Regions from separate parts of the Pan troglodytes genome. Here region 1 is linked to region 2. Evidence: chromatin contacts called from public HiChIP or PLAC-seq data. All regions are on one chromosome and are shown on one strand. The core of a region is the stretch at or near the end of the contact, and the rest is flanking DNA. Distances in the headings are between cores, read along the strand shown.

The links. HiChIP or PLAC-seq counts read pairs in DNA pulled down with a chosen protein or histone mark.
Region 1: an H3K4me3 HiChIP or PLAC-seq map of stem cell-derived excitatory neurons shows a contact between it and region 2, with 5 times the contacts expected there. The contact joins the promoter of SLC39A14 here to the promoter of PHYHIP in region 2. A contact is called at or near these places in 1 of 7 Hi-C or Micro-C datasets (stem cell-derived neural progenitor cells) and 1 of 1 datasets of contacts at active chromatin or transcription factors (stem cell-derived excitatory neurons).

What each region holds. Positions count from the first base shown.
Region 1 is chr7:30,692,621-30,699,823 of NHGRI_mPanTro3-v2.0_pri, forward strand. It overlaps SLC39A14 (solute carrier family 39 member 14), which reads left to right and starts at 3,431. Exons shown (of 9, transcript XM_009454978.5): 1 at 3,431-3,610.
Region 2 is chr7:30,558,612-30,565,652 of NHGRI_mPanTro3-v2.0_pri, forward strand. It overlaps PHYHIP (phytanoyl-CoA 2-hydroxylase interacting protein), which reads right to left and starts at 3,247. Exons shown (of 5, transcript XM_003311633.4): 1 at 2,705-3,247.

The sequences.
Region 1 (7,203 bases), core at 2,181-4,680, 130 kb after region 2:
GACAATGTAGGGAGCTAGTACTTGAGTCCTCTGACATGATTTCGGGTTGAATAGAACCTTCACATTCCTTCCAATCCTCTTAAATTTGTTAAGCCATCCCAAAACAGAAAATTCATTTTTTTCCCAATAAAGCACCAGAGAAATCTGGTCACTGACCTCCAGACAGACTGTAAGAAAAGTGCGCCTAAGGCCGGCATGGTGGCTCACGCCTATAATCCCAGCCCTTTGGGAGGCCGAGGTGGGTGGATTGCCTGAGGTCAGGAGTTTGAGACCAGCCTGGTCAACATGGCAAAACCCCCTCTCTACTAAAAATACAAAAATTAGCCAGGCGTGGTGGCGTGCACCTGTAATCACAGCTACTCGGGAGGTTGAAGCAGGAGAATCATTTGAACCCAGGAGGTGGAGGTTGCAGTGAGCCAAGATCATGCCATTGCACTCCAGCCTGGGCAACAAGAGTGAAACTCCATCGCAAAAAAAAAAGAAAAATGAAAAGCTGGCCTTAAGACCTGGGGTGCAGAGGGATTTTACCTCATCTACTTGGTCAAGTTGCTTACCTTGTCACCACAAACCACACAGAGGGCTTTCATCTGGAGTCCCCAGCCCGCTGTCTGCACAATCAGGGCTAGAATCTCATTTCTCTGGCTTATTTCCCAAGGCTGTTCTATTCACCTCAGCTACGGGAAATCTGGCTATGTATCTTTTGGCAGGTAGCTGTGGTGTCTTGTCAGAAGGAAAACAGTAGCAATGAAAATGTCAGATTTTTGTGCTAAGTTCCCTTAAATATTGCCCAACACCAAACTTTTAGTGAGCCAGCCCGTTCATTCATCCAGCAAGTATTTATTGAGACTCTGTTATATGCAAGATGTTACATTAGGAGATACAGGTATATAGGGAAATCTCGTGTAATCAAGGCAGATTAAGGTCTAATAAGGTTGGAGATTAAAGTGAAATAATTTTAAGGGAAAAAATATAAGTACCATAAACCATATAAAGTTTTAATTCTGTGGATCACAACCTAATAATGGTCATGAAGTCAACTTAGTGGGTTTGTTACCACTTTTTTTAAAAAAAATTGAACTATAACAAAATATCATTGCAATGCATATCTTTATGGATATTTTGTGAAATTTTTGTTTGCTGTATTGTTATTTATATTGGAGTTGCAGTGTTAAATGTTTTTAATGTGGGTTACAGTAAAAAAATATGAAAGGGTAGTTCAAACATGCTTCAGAAAAATCCAGAAGCTTGCAGACGAGAGGTGACTTTGGAGAGTTAGAATTTTGACAAGTGAAAATGGGTAATGAGAGGAAAAAGTGGAGAGCAGAGGCCGGTCACAGTGGCTCACGCCTGTAATCTCAGCACTTTGGGAGGCCGAGGTGGGCAGATCATTTGAGCTTGGAGTTGGAGATCAGCCTGGCCTACATGGTGAAACCTTGTCTCTAATAAAAATACAAATACTAGCCAGGCAGGGTGGCGGGCTCCTGTAATCCCAGCTACTTAGGAGGCTGTGGCAGGAGAACCACTTGAACCTGGGAGGGGGAGGTTACAGTGAACCGAGATTGCACTACTGCACTCCAGCCTGGGCTACAGAGACTCTGTGTCAAAAAAAAAAAAAAAAAAAAGTGGAGAGCAGAGAGAAGTGGGCCTCCAAGCCTGGCACCAGGAATGAGAAACTGAGAACTACCCAGCAACAAGGAAGGATTTAAGAGATGCCTAAAGAATTTTGTGTGTGGGTAGATACGGAGAGTTAAGACCTTTTGTTAATAATTAATTGTATTCCCTAATGGATTACTGATAGCTTATCAGCTCTGCTTGCCTATGTGGACTTTGACAGCTCCACCTTTAGTGTGGTTGAAAACAAGTGAGAACGCCATGATAGGCCCGGTGGTGGGGTGTCTGGTCCTGCCCCCTCTCTGCCGAGCAATCTCCTTGAAGGGTGCCTAGTTCTCCTGTGGACAGTATTGACAACTTGCCTGGAAAAGCCATGGGATTGCTCTCCAGCTTTGGTTTTAAGAGATTTAACACTCCATTAGGATATGTGTTTACGGGCTTCATACCCTTCAGAGCTCTCTGTGTGTTGGAAGCATACTTATTTCACTTTATCTCTGGGTGGGCTTCTCACTCCTTTTCCAGTGCTTCAACAAAAGGTGTGGCGGGGACTGGCCCCTTTCTGACAGCCCACTGCAGTGGGATGAGAGTCCCAAACGGATGACATAATGTCTGGAAAGCACCGAGTTTAACCAAGAGAGAAATAGGGTTATTACAAAGATGAAGGGGCTCTGAGGGAAATTCTGCAAGAGATATCATTACTTTGAAATCACTTGGAAAATAAATGAGAGGAATATCACCCTGCCCCCATACCCACTGCAGCACTGTAATTACGGGGTGAGGATAATTGAATTTTAGAAACGCCCCGGGGCCCAGCTACACTCTTCAAAAGTAATATGAAGAATCTGACCCCCTCTGGCCTGGCGAAGAGCAAGCTGCTGAGTTCTTGCTACCGGCTCCAGCGACTGTCTGCTTTCCTTTTCTCCTTAGCGCCGCCATCACGGGGGTCCTCCCCGCAAGACCTGCAGAGAGTGGGATGTTGCCCCTTCCCTGCGCAAATTTAGAGACAGCTAGTGCCGTCTAGGGACCAGTCACTGTGCTAGGATCAGCTCAAGTACTAAGCCGCGACAGTTGGGCTAGAAAGCCCTTCCTCCGAGCCCCCCAAGGCCCAGGTGGCAGCGGGTTCAGCTCATAGAGGAAATTGTCCTGATGTCCTGCAGAACAGAACAATGGGAGTCGAAAGGGTGGTTTATTTTCTCAAGAAATCTATTACATTTCCCAGGCCCGATATACATCTCAATGGGACTGTCCCACAGAGGAAGAGTCTCCTCGGACCTTCTTCACCCCCAAATTAACATTTCTCCCAACTTTGGGTTAGTAGGGTTCTTTAGGCGTCTGATCATTGTGGGAAGCGGTGCGGCATCAAGTCTGAAAAGTGAAGATAATATGGTTTATTTGGAACTCGACCAGGAAATTTTGGTTCTTTTGGCTGGTGGAAATATGCAGAAGAAACACCATCTAAGGGAGCGTCCCCTTCTGAAGTACCTTTCCGAACTGGGGAGGGAAGAGAAAAGCTTTTTGGATGAACCAGAAGTGGTAAAATCACATTTAAATAGAGTGGGTAGGACTCTCCTCCAGGGGGTGTGGGGTGGAGGCTAGGCGGTGAGAGCTTCCCGCGCCCAGGGAGCAGGTCTTCACGGGAGGTTTCCGGAGGCAGGAGGAGCCTGCGGGTCCTCGGGAGTCACGGCCGGATGAAGGATGGGAGCGGGCGCCGACCACAGCCAGGGCCGCGAGGCGCAGGAGGGCGCAGGCTGGCCAGGTCCCCAGCCTGCCCGCCCCACGTGGCAGCCCCAGGACGAGCGGGGCGGGCCGGGGGCGGGTCCGGCCGCTGACGCGCCGGGTATATAGCCGGGCATGCGCGCGGTGCCGGGGCCCGGACGCAGTGAGGGGGGTCGGCGCGCGTGTCTACGCGGACGCACCGGCTAAGCTGCTTCTGCCGCCGCCGGTCGCCTGGGACCTTGCGGTGAGGCTGCGCGGGGCCGAGGCCGCCTCCGAGCGCCAGGTGAGGGCGGGGACGCCAAGGGCCGCGGGATGGGCAGCGGCGGAGGAGCCGCGCACCCCAGGCTGGGGCAGTGGGTGGGGGCGGGGACAGCCCTGCGCCGAGGACCGGGCGCCGCTCCCGGGCACCGGCACACGCCCGGACGGGTGGGTGGAGGCCGCACCTGGCGGTGGTGCCGCGCTGGCGAGGGGAGAGGTCAAGGCGCGGCCTGTCCGCCTGGAGGGTGCGGGATGCTAGAGCCGCAGAAGGGTGCCCAGAGCGTGGGTCGCCGCGCCGAAGGCTGAGCCAGGCTCCCGGAGCCCCCGCGCGGACACGGACGCAGAACGCAGACAGTAGGTGGCCAGTCCGAGGGGCGGCTCTATGGGGCTCTGGGGTCTGGACTTTGCTTTTCAGGAGCTGCGTCCCCGGGTCCCTGCCGGTCCATCTCCCCTCTGAAGGTACATGTACCCAATCTTCCGGCTGAGCGAATCTCCAACCTGGCTTGCCCACGAGGATGGCTTTCTGGCTATTTTTGGTCCTTAATGACCAAGTTAGGTGGTCGGGTTCAGGCTGCCCCCTCTTGGTGGGTGAGGGCAGTGGGACAAAGTCGCCATCCGAGCAGTTTCATCATCTGATCCTGAGGTCCAGTTGAGCCGGGAATATTTCGTCTGCTCTGGACTAGGGGTTCACTTTTGAGGATCTGGTGCTTGCCAGGGCCTGGGTTCCAGAGACAGGCTTCTCTAAACAGTTAAAGGGCTCGGCTGTACAGGAGGACTCCGGACACAATTGGGGAGTGGCTAAGTGCTCTCTTGTGGCCCGAATGGAAGCGTGGGGTTAGGAGCAGCTTTGACCTGATCCTTCTTCCTGGAGCAAGCCTGGTTTGGGTTTATGTCTTTAGTGGCTTTCCCCTAGGAGCCCCAGACCATTGGGACGGCTGTGCTCCTGCCGAGGAGTGGCCTGGGAGTTAGCCCTGGCCTCTGTCCCTGCTCTGCTCTTAACTGGCCCTGTGACCTTGGGAGGGTCAGGTCAGTACCACGGTCAGACTAGATCTCCTTAACCACAGCATATACAATTCCGTAATCCTTACCTCTTTTATTTTATTTTATTTTTTTGAGACGGAGTCTCGCTCTGTTGCCCATGCAAGAGTGCAGTGGCGCGATCTTGGCTCACTGCAACCTCTGCCTCCCGGGTTCAAGCGACTCTCCTGCCTCAGCCTCCCGAGTAGCTGGGACTACAGGCGCGTGCCACCATGCCCGGCTAATTTTTTGTATTTTTAGTAGAGACGGGGTTTCACCGTGTTAGCCAGGATGGTCTCGATCTCCTGACCTCGTGATCTGCCCGCCTCAGCCTTCCAGAGTGCTGGGATTACAGGCGTGAGCCACCGTGCCTGGCCTATCCTTACCTCTTAAAACCTAAGTCCTAAATATGGACGAGAACTTGTCCATATACATCCTTGGATGCATATCCCCCGGGATGCAGCTCCTGAAAAGCGAAGTCCAGACCCCGGGGCCCCATGGAGCCACCCCAAGGATATACATCCTTGGTAAAGCAAGAGAAGGGATGTCCAGAATCATAACTTAGCAGCTGGAATTAAAAGCCACATGTTCCTTTTCCTGGTGGAGGCTCAGAGAGGTGAGTTTCCCATTACCTGTGTGGTAGCCAGGAGATAGGCTAGTGGTCCTCTTGCTGGGGTTGGTTTGCAGGTAAGACTAGAGGGCACCAGACAGTGGAAGGGGGTCCTCTGGATACTGTCTCTTCCCAAAGGGCCAGGCCAAAAGCAGGTTCTTGCTTAATTTATCATTTGTTACTCATCTGGCCTCTGGGGCCTTGAGGGAGGGCAGTGCTGAGCGGGAGATTCAATCCAGGTGTTGACTGACAGCTGGCCAGCCAGTGCAGAGGCTAGAGGAATTCACTGACCTGAGGACTTGGGGGCTGGAGCAGCTGCATCATTGGCCTTGTATTTTAGGCCAGAGTAAGAATTTGGGGCTCTGGGACTCTTAGCCTGTGGATGTACATTGTCTGGTCTGTGCTGGGCTCTGCAGTGGCCACCATGGCGGGTGCACGCAGAAGGCCTGGCCCCCACCCTTCCAGTGCAGACTCTTGGGGAGAAACAGCATCCACAGATGAAGAACAAGATAGCAACACAAGAGAAGCCTCCGTACTGTGCACAGTTCAGTTCAGAGAGCGGGCATCCTTGAAAGACGGGAATAATTCTGGCCTTTTGAGATAGGTGGGTCTCTGTTCAATTCCTGGCCCCGTCACTCTCCAGCAGTGAGAAATTTCTTAACTTCTGTTCTCACCAGCTTGCAGGATGTCGTGATTTTGTCTGGAACATAGTAGAGGGCTGCTTGTCATCATTCTCATCGTCATAATTTTTGTGGGGTGGAGTGGGTTATTTAGGGGTCCCAGAGGCTGATAGTTGGGTTGGGTTGTAGGAATGGTGTGAGCCCAGGCATAGGGTTGATTCATCTCTTCCTTGGCAACATGGATGCAATTTCCCTGCCCTTCTGGGAAGGCCGCTTTTCTGTGGCCTGCCAGGGATTGTCCCACAGATCAATTGGGCAATCTTAGGGAAAACAAACTTTTTTCTACCTTTGGTTCTGGGAGCTGCTCTGATTTCTTCAGAGAAGAAATGCTCCTTCTCTGGGCTGATGGTAGCCAGGAAGGAGTAACAATGCCTGTGTGTGCCTGGGTGGTGTGTGTGTGCTTGTGTGTGTGTGTGCACATCTGTGCACATGTGCGTGTGTGTAGGGTATATATCACTCACAGGACTGGTTCTGTTTTTAAACCCTGCTTACCTTCTTCCTCCTTCCTTACCTGCTCACACCCTGCACTATTCCAAGAGGAAACTCAATCCCTGTCCAACATTTGCAGAATCATGGGGTTTACACAGTAGTGTTGTGAATAGATTGTGCGTGCCTGGGAACCAGGACCTCCCTCTCCCCACTATGTCAGGATAATAGCCTGCCTGCACCTGACCTGGCCAAGGTAATGCTGCACCATGTTGTTGAGCCCCAGAACCATGGAATGTTGAGCAGGGGACTTTGGTGATCTTGGAGTCCAGCACCTTTATTTTACAGTGAAAGAAACTGGATCCAGGGAGGTGAATTGGTATTCCCGAGTCACATGGTTGCCAGTGGCCAAGAGACTTGATGGAGAAGACCAAAGAAGGGTTCTATTTTTGATCCTAAATGTAATTATGAAATTGCTGACACCTCCAGTCTTTGCTTGGAAACTAGAAGAGGAAGGGGCCATTTGTCCCTGTGCTTATTGAGGGAGGGGGTGTTAGTTTCTTCTGGAGGAGTCTCTTACTCTTTCCAGACTCCCTGGAGACATGGGAGGCTGGGGAGTGAGCAGGGAAGGGGCCTGCTGCTCAGCCCAGCCGGGACTCACCGGGTGTCTGCAGTGGGGCTTCTCTGACCTCCAGGCTGGTGGGCTGGTGGAATGCCAGGAGATAAGGAGTCCAGAGTCCGCCCCATCGACTGTCGCCAGCCAGGGCTTCATGCCCACCTAGGGGACAGGAGGGCAGGCCCTAGAACACAGGGTCACGAAGCCCCACTATCTTGTTCCCCCCTCCCCCCACTACCGTGGGCATTAAACCTCTCAGGGGGCCCCTG
Region 2 (7,041 bases), core at 1,997-4,496:
GGGGCCGGCCATGTGCTCATAATTTCACAGACATCTCATGCAACCTTGGAAGTAGGCACACACTATCATTATCTCCATTTTACAGATGAGGTGACTGAGGTTGGGGAGGTACTAACATGCCCAAGGCCACGCAGAGAGCAAATGATTTGAACTCCGGCACCCAAGCTCTTGATCACTAAGCTAAGATAGTGTCCCCTCATGTGTGGGGGTGGAGGGGCACATGTGTGGCGTGTGTGCATGCATGGGTGCCCATGGTGTTTCCACCTGGCATTTTTCCTCCTTCCATCATTTCCTTTCAAGCAACTGCATTTTCTCTCCCCTCCCTGTCTTACTCCTTTGGTTCTCCCCTTATGTCTGCTGCTCGTCCAGGTATGAAAGGACCTCATCACGGTCACTCTCATGTGTGCTTTAGCTGGGAAGAGCTGACTCTGGCCATGACTCTGGCCTGGCTGGCCTAGCTCCGGGATGGGGAAGAGCAAAGGGAAGGGGAGTGACAGCGTCTGGGAGGGGACCGCAGATGTGGGTGGGGCATTCTCCAGGGGCATTTGGTCTCCTGCTTTCCAATCCCTTCCTCCAGCCCAGCTCCTGGCACCCCTCATTTTTCTAAATGTCACCTCCTTCTCTTCTTTCTCCCCTCTTTTTCTCCTCCCCTTGCCCAGGAGCTAGTGGTGAGGGCATCTTGTGCCTGCAAAAGCAGGTACTTTTATTTATAGCTTCCAAAGGATCCAGCCCACACCTTCCTGTCAATTAAGCTTGCTCCAGAGCCTGGCACCTCTGTATTAACCTGTGAGTTGCCTGGATGGCAAGTACAGGGTGAAGGCTAAAGGTGATGGCCCTTACCTGCTCCAGGTGTCACTCAAGTCCTGTTTCATCTTAGCCTCCCACCCCACAGCCAAATGCCGGTGGCTTTGTGCATGGGGAATCCTATGGTAAATAAGCATGGGGGTGCTACCAGGCCCACCCCAAAATCAGGCAGATGGGATTGAGTGTCTGGAAACAAACCTACCATAATAAACCAGTTTGTAATTCATGGGGACAGGTGTGGAGCAGTGGGGAGTTACCATCTCTTGGGAACCTGGTGAGAAGCTCCCAGGGAGACACACATGTGCCCCTCACACACACACACACGCACACACGAACACAGACACACTCCTACCCAAGAGGCCCTGAGCGGCACCCACCCACACGCTCGGAGGCAGCCCACACTCGTCCCATGAGTAGGCACCTATTCCTGCCTCTCCTTGGAGTCCTCCTAGAAATAGGGGCAGCTGTGTTTGGCGGTAGGGGTCTCCAGGACCTGGGTGTCTGCTTGTCCCTCCCTCCCTACGGTTCTGGGAAAGCTGAGATGACATCCCCCCGCTAGCTTGGGAGGGTGGCAGTGAGTGAGCTGGGGTGGACAGAGGGGTGGGTGTGAACCCAAGTTCTCTACACCCAGAAGACTGGGGAAGGGCAGGGTGTGAGGGACAGGTTGAGGCAACACCCGAGAAACACCCACACTCCTGTGTGGATCCACCCCAAGACAGGCATGTACACACCCACACACAGGCAGGCACGCACGCGCATACACACATGTGCCAAGAGTGCCCACCCACCCGCGTCCCACACCTCCGCAGATGTCCTCACTCCCACACACCCATCTCCACATTCAGGTGCCTGCTGCCATCTTCCACATTCTAAGAATGCCCCACAGTTTTCCCTCTTCAAGCTGTCACCTCCATGCACACCCAGACATGTTCATGTCCACAGGCTCACGCACACACACGTCCACGCACACCGCCTCACAAGCCATATGTGGGGAAAAGAGGATGCCACAGGCACCAACATGTGTGTGTGCCACCTCCACAAGAAGGCACGCAACCCACACGCCTGCCGGCACACACATGTGTGTTCATACACACAGCAGCCCCCGCCCGAAGTCTGGTATTCTCTCTCGAATCATCTCCAGGCTCAAAGACAGACTTTGAAAATGTGTTTGCCTCTGGCCACACTCTGCCAGCCCTGAGCCTTCATGCCAACAGGTTTGTGCACCTACGTGGCTCTGCCCACAGACAATGGTTTCTGCCCCTTCTTCTCTTTACCCACTCCATCCTGCTCTGGGTCTCACCTCCCCATATAGAAAGCCCCTGTCTGCATACACTCCCACACACATGAAAAGGGACATGGTTACCCCTAAATATACTGCCTCATAGTGTCCCCACCCACGCACACGCACAGGCTACTCAAATAAGTCCCCCACACACATGTACCTCACGTGTGCCAGAAAGATATGTTTCTAGACATGCCTCACACCATCAAAACCCACACATGAGCATGACTGCAGGCAGACGGACCTATCTGCGCCAGTAAGCCTCCAGCCAACTCGCGAGCGCACACACACACACGCCGCGCACACCGGTGCCCCTTCCCCATGCCCATTCAGAACAGCCACCCTGCCACAGGGAATGCTTCCCCCACCCTGCTGTCCCTGTTGGCATCGCTGACTGCAGCAGAATGGTCACGGGGTGACTAACTGTGGTGCCCCAGAGACTGGATTCAGCCATTAACCACTTTGCCAAAGGCCTGGGGCGGGGGGGGGGAGAGGGGACAAGGTCGTCAGGCCTGGCAGTCCAGGTGGGCACCCTGGGTGGTGGCAGGACCCTAGAGCCCCCAGATCCCGGCTACTCAGGATCAACAGCAGCAGGTTCCAGGGAGGAAGGGTACTCACCTGGCTCCACTGGGCTCTGCAGAGGAAAAGCTGGCAGGGAGGACAGGGAGAGACCTCTGCGTGGATGAGCTCCCAGGCAGGGGACAGCAGCCGGACGCCTGGGTCACAGGCAGTGGCGTGCGCTTGCTCCTCTCCCGGCTGCCAAGGAGGCTGCTTCCATGCCCCGCAGCCAGCTCCTGTCTGGCTGTGCAGCGCGTCGCTGCTGCCCCTGGTGAGACGATGTTCCCAGCTGAGCAGCGCAAGAAGAGAGGCAAGAGCGAAATCAAAGCAGCGTGGAGGAGAGAGAGGCAGAGAAGGGAGAAAGAATGAGAGAGCCAGACCGAATCTGCCTCCACCAATGGGATCAGCGGCTGCGCAGCGTCAGGTGATAATAAGCAGGCTTGGTCCCTGCTCGCCGGGCTGGTGGGAGGGGGAAAGGGCAGAGGGTCTCCCAGGGAGCTACACAGATGTCCTCAGGGACAGCAACACACGCCGCCTTTCCCCCATTCTTCCAGGACAAGCTGCCCTCAGAAGTCCCTCCAACACACCCCCTACTTGGAAATCTCTGACTTGAATGCAGCCCCCAAACTTTAGGATGCTGGGAGAGGGGTGGAGCTTAGCCAAGGGCTTGGGCCCCAAAGCAAAGACTCTGATTGGGGGAAGGGGAGGGAGGCTGTAGAGGGGAAAGGTCCAGATGGGGTGTGTGAAGCTGGGGTGGCTGTCTTCAGTCCGGAGCCTCTCCTTGGGGCCTTTTGGTGAACTGTGGTTCCATTTTCTTACCAACTCTAGAGAGAGATGGCAGACCTGCAGCTCAGGGATCCCTGTGGGTCTGGCAAGAACCCTCTGGCAGCTTGGGTGTCCGCAGGAAAAGGGGCTGGGAGAGAGGCTGTGGCACAGTGCAGGGTGCACAGGGGTAAGAAAATGGGGGTGGGAGAACACACCAAGCTCCGAGTGTCCTCAGCCCACCCCACTCTCTGAGCACAAAGGAAGCCGGCCCTGGGCATCTTGGGGAGAGAATGTAATTCTGCTCTCACGGCAGCAGGAGGCTGTTCTGCCATCAAGAAGCAGACTCCGTGGAGGCCATCGGGAAGAACATCCAAGGAAATGTGAGTCCAGCAACAAGCAGGGACAAAGGGTTGCGCAGTGGTGAAAAGCACAGGCTTATAGTCAGATGGATGTGCTGAGAATCCCTGCTCTACTGCTACCCAGCTGGGTGACCTTGGACAAGCCACTCAACCTCTCTTCATCTGTCAAATGGGATCACACAGGTTTATTGTCATCATGGAATGAAATAATTAGGTAAATCGCCCAGCCCGGGGCCTGGCACATCAGAAGTGCCAGTCATATGTCAGAACTGTTCTTGTTCCCATCATATCGACAGCATCTTCCTGCAAGGAGCCCACAGTCCTCTACGGGAGAGAAGATGGCCATTTAGAGGATGCAATTAGAGAATGAGGAGCACACAACTAAATCGTAGGGCACAGATACTCATTCAGAGAAAGAACAATGGGCGGCTCCAGGGCACGTGCAGGGTGCAGGCCAGAGGAGGCTGTGGAAGCAGGAGTGCGGCTGGGGTGGGGAGGATTGGCACGGGGGCAGCTGACACCAGGCAGGCCCAGGGTGAGGCCTTGGTGAGCAGGAGAAGGTGTGAGCTGAGCCTAAGAAACACTCACCAAGAGGGAGTTGAGGCGGCAGGCCTCAGTGCAAAAGTCAGAGGAGGTAACAGCAGCAGAAAGTGAGAGTTCACAGAATGCAAAGACAAGCAGAAGCCAACCCTGCCTGAAACGGCTGTGAGAACCTCAGTGAGCCTGGCTAGGTCCTGAACTGCCGAATGTGGGGTGGTGCGTGGCACTGAGGCAGGACTAAGCACCCCCTTGGCCAAGCATGACTACGTCCTGCTCCGACATACCCACGCCGAGCTGGTGAGCTCAGAAGAGATGCAAAACGTAACCTCCTGGTGATGGCCAGCACATGACATCTGGACTACAATTCTGTCCCAGGCCGGGCGCAGTGGCTCACAAGAATCCGAATACTTTGGGAGACTGAGGCAGGCAGATCACCTGAGATCAGGAGTTCGAGACCAGCCTAGCTAACATGGCGAAACCCCATCTCTACTAAAAATATAAAAATTAGCTGGGTGTGGTGGTGGGCGCCTGTAATCCCAGCTACTTGGGAGGCTGAGGCACAAGAATCGCTTGAACCCGGGAGGTGGAGGTTGCAGTGAGCCGAGATTGCACCACTGCACTCCAGCCTGAGTGACAGAGTGAGATTGTGCCTCGAAAAATAAATAAATAAATAAATAAATAATAAAATCCTGTCCCTAGGACCACACAGAGGGGCAGTGCAAGGAAAAAGGCAGGTTCTCTGTGACTTGGTTTCCCCTTCTGCCAAAGGAAAACTAGCCCCAGCACCATCCCTGCCTCCCACCTTCTCGGGATGTCATGAGGAGACTGCACGAGGTCCTGTGGCCCAAGCATGAGCAACAGCCATCTGAGTGCCCCTTTGTGGAGCTGCGTGCCGGCGACAGGTGAAGGCACAGCCCTTTAGGAGCTTCTGCCTCTTCTTGCCTCAGAGGACTTCTCTACAGATCACGAGAGGAAACATGTGGTAAGAGCAAACCATAGTGTGCCAAGTATAACTCACTCCCTATGAAACCAAACAACCGCCAAGATGCACTTCTGCTGCATTTTTATTTTTCATAACTTTTTATGACACAAGTAGCACATGATCATTGTAGAGAGACGAGCACATTTCATTTTAAAATTTAAGAGGGAATTAAAATCTCTCATTTTCCCACCATGCAGAAATACACATTAAATACATATATAGAATTTTTTTAATTAATTTTTTTCGAGACAGGGTCTTGCTCTGTCACCCCGGCTGGAGTGCAGTGACGCAAACTTGGCTCACTGCAACCTCTGCCTCCCTGGCTTAAGTAATCCTCCCACCTCAGTCCCCTGAATAGCTGAGAGTATAGGCGCACACCACCACACCTGGCTATTTTTTTTATTTTTTGTAGAGATGGGGTATCACTGTGTTGCCCAGGCTGGTCCCAAACTCCTAAATGCAAGCAATCCACCCGTTTTGGCCTTCCAAAGTAGTTGGGATTACACAGGTGTGAGCCACCACACCCAGCCAATACGTGTATAGAATTTATTAACAAAAATAGAATGAAAGAATGCTGTTTTGTAACCTGCTTTTTTCACTTACCAATATCTTTTCTGTTCATCATATAACTTTTTTTTTTTTTTTAGACAGGGTCTCGCTCTGTTGTTCTGTCTCCCAGAACCTGGGAGGTGGAGGTTGCAGTGAGCCAAGATCACACCACTGTACTCCAGCCTGGGTGACAGGGTGAGACTCCATCTCAACAACAATTTTTTTTTTTTTTTTTTTTTTGTAGAGACAGGCTCTCACTATGTTGGTCAGGCTGATCTCCAACTCCTGGTCTCAAGTGATCCTCCTGCCTCGGCCTCTCAAAGTGCTAGGATTACAGGTGCGAGCCACCATGCCCAGCTGATCAACTCCATTTTAAAAAGGTGGAGGGTGGGAAAGAGGACTCAGGCCATAAGTAGTAAAACTAGTTAGTATTCAAATTCAGGTCTGTCTGAGTACCAAGGCCAGATTCCTCATGGTAGAAAGATGCATAGCAAATATAGAGTCTGATGTAACAGAGAATGAGACTATAAGCAAAACATATTTACAGTCTTAATATTGCTTATGCACTTTATAGATTTAAAATGTTTATGTGTATTTCCCTATGGCTGAACTCAGTGTGGGGATCCGGTGAGCCAATGAATGCACATACATCCAGGTAGTCCATGGAAACCACTTTTGTCATTTACATGTGTTTACAATGACAAGAGTGGGTAATGAGTATTTATAAGAACTACATGGATTTCTCAGTGCTTATTTCCTTTTCTTCTCGATATTATGTTTACACAACCTACAACCTTCACTGGTCATCTATTTTAATGAAGAGCATTAACCTAATTCTAAAAACATTTACTAAACTAAAGAAAAAGTATTTTATGGCTGGGTGCAGTGGCTCATACCTGTAATCTCAGCTCTTTAGGAGTCTGAAGTGGGCAGATCACTTGAACCCAGGAGTTCGAGACCAGTCTGGGCAACATGGTGAAACCCCGTCTTCACAAAGAGTACAAAAATTAGCTGGGCATGGTGGCATGGGCCTATAGTCCCAACTACTCTGGAGGCTGAGGCAGCAGGATTGCTTGAGCCCAGGATTTGGAGGCTGCAGTCAGGCATGATCGCATCACTGCACTCCAGTCTGGGTGACAAAGTGAGAACCTGTCTCAAAGATATATATATTTTAGATTTTGTAGAAAACTTAAATATTTAAC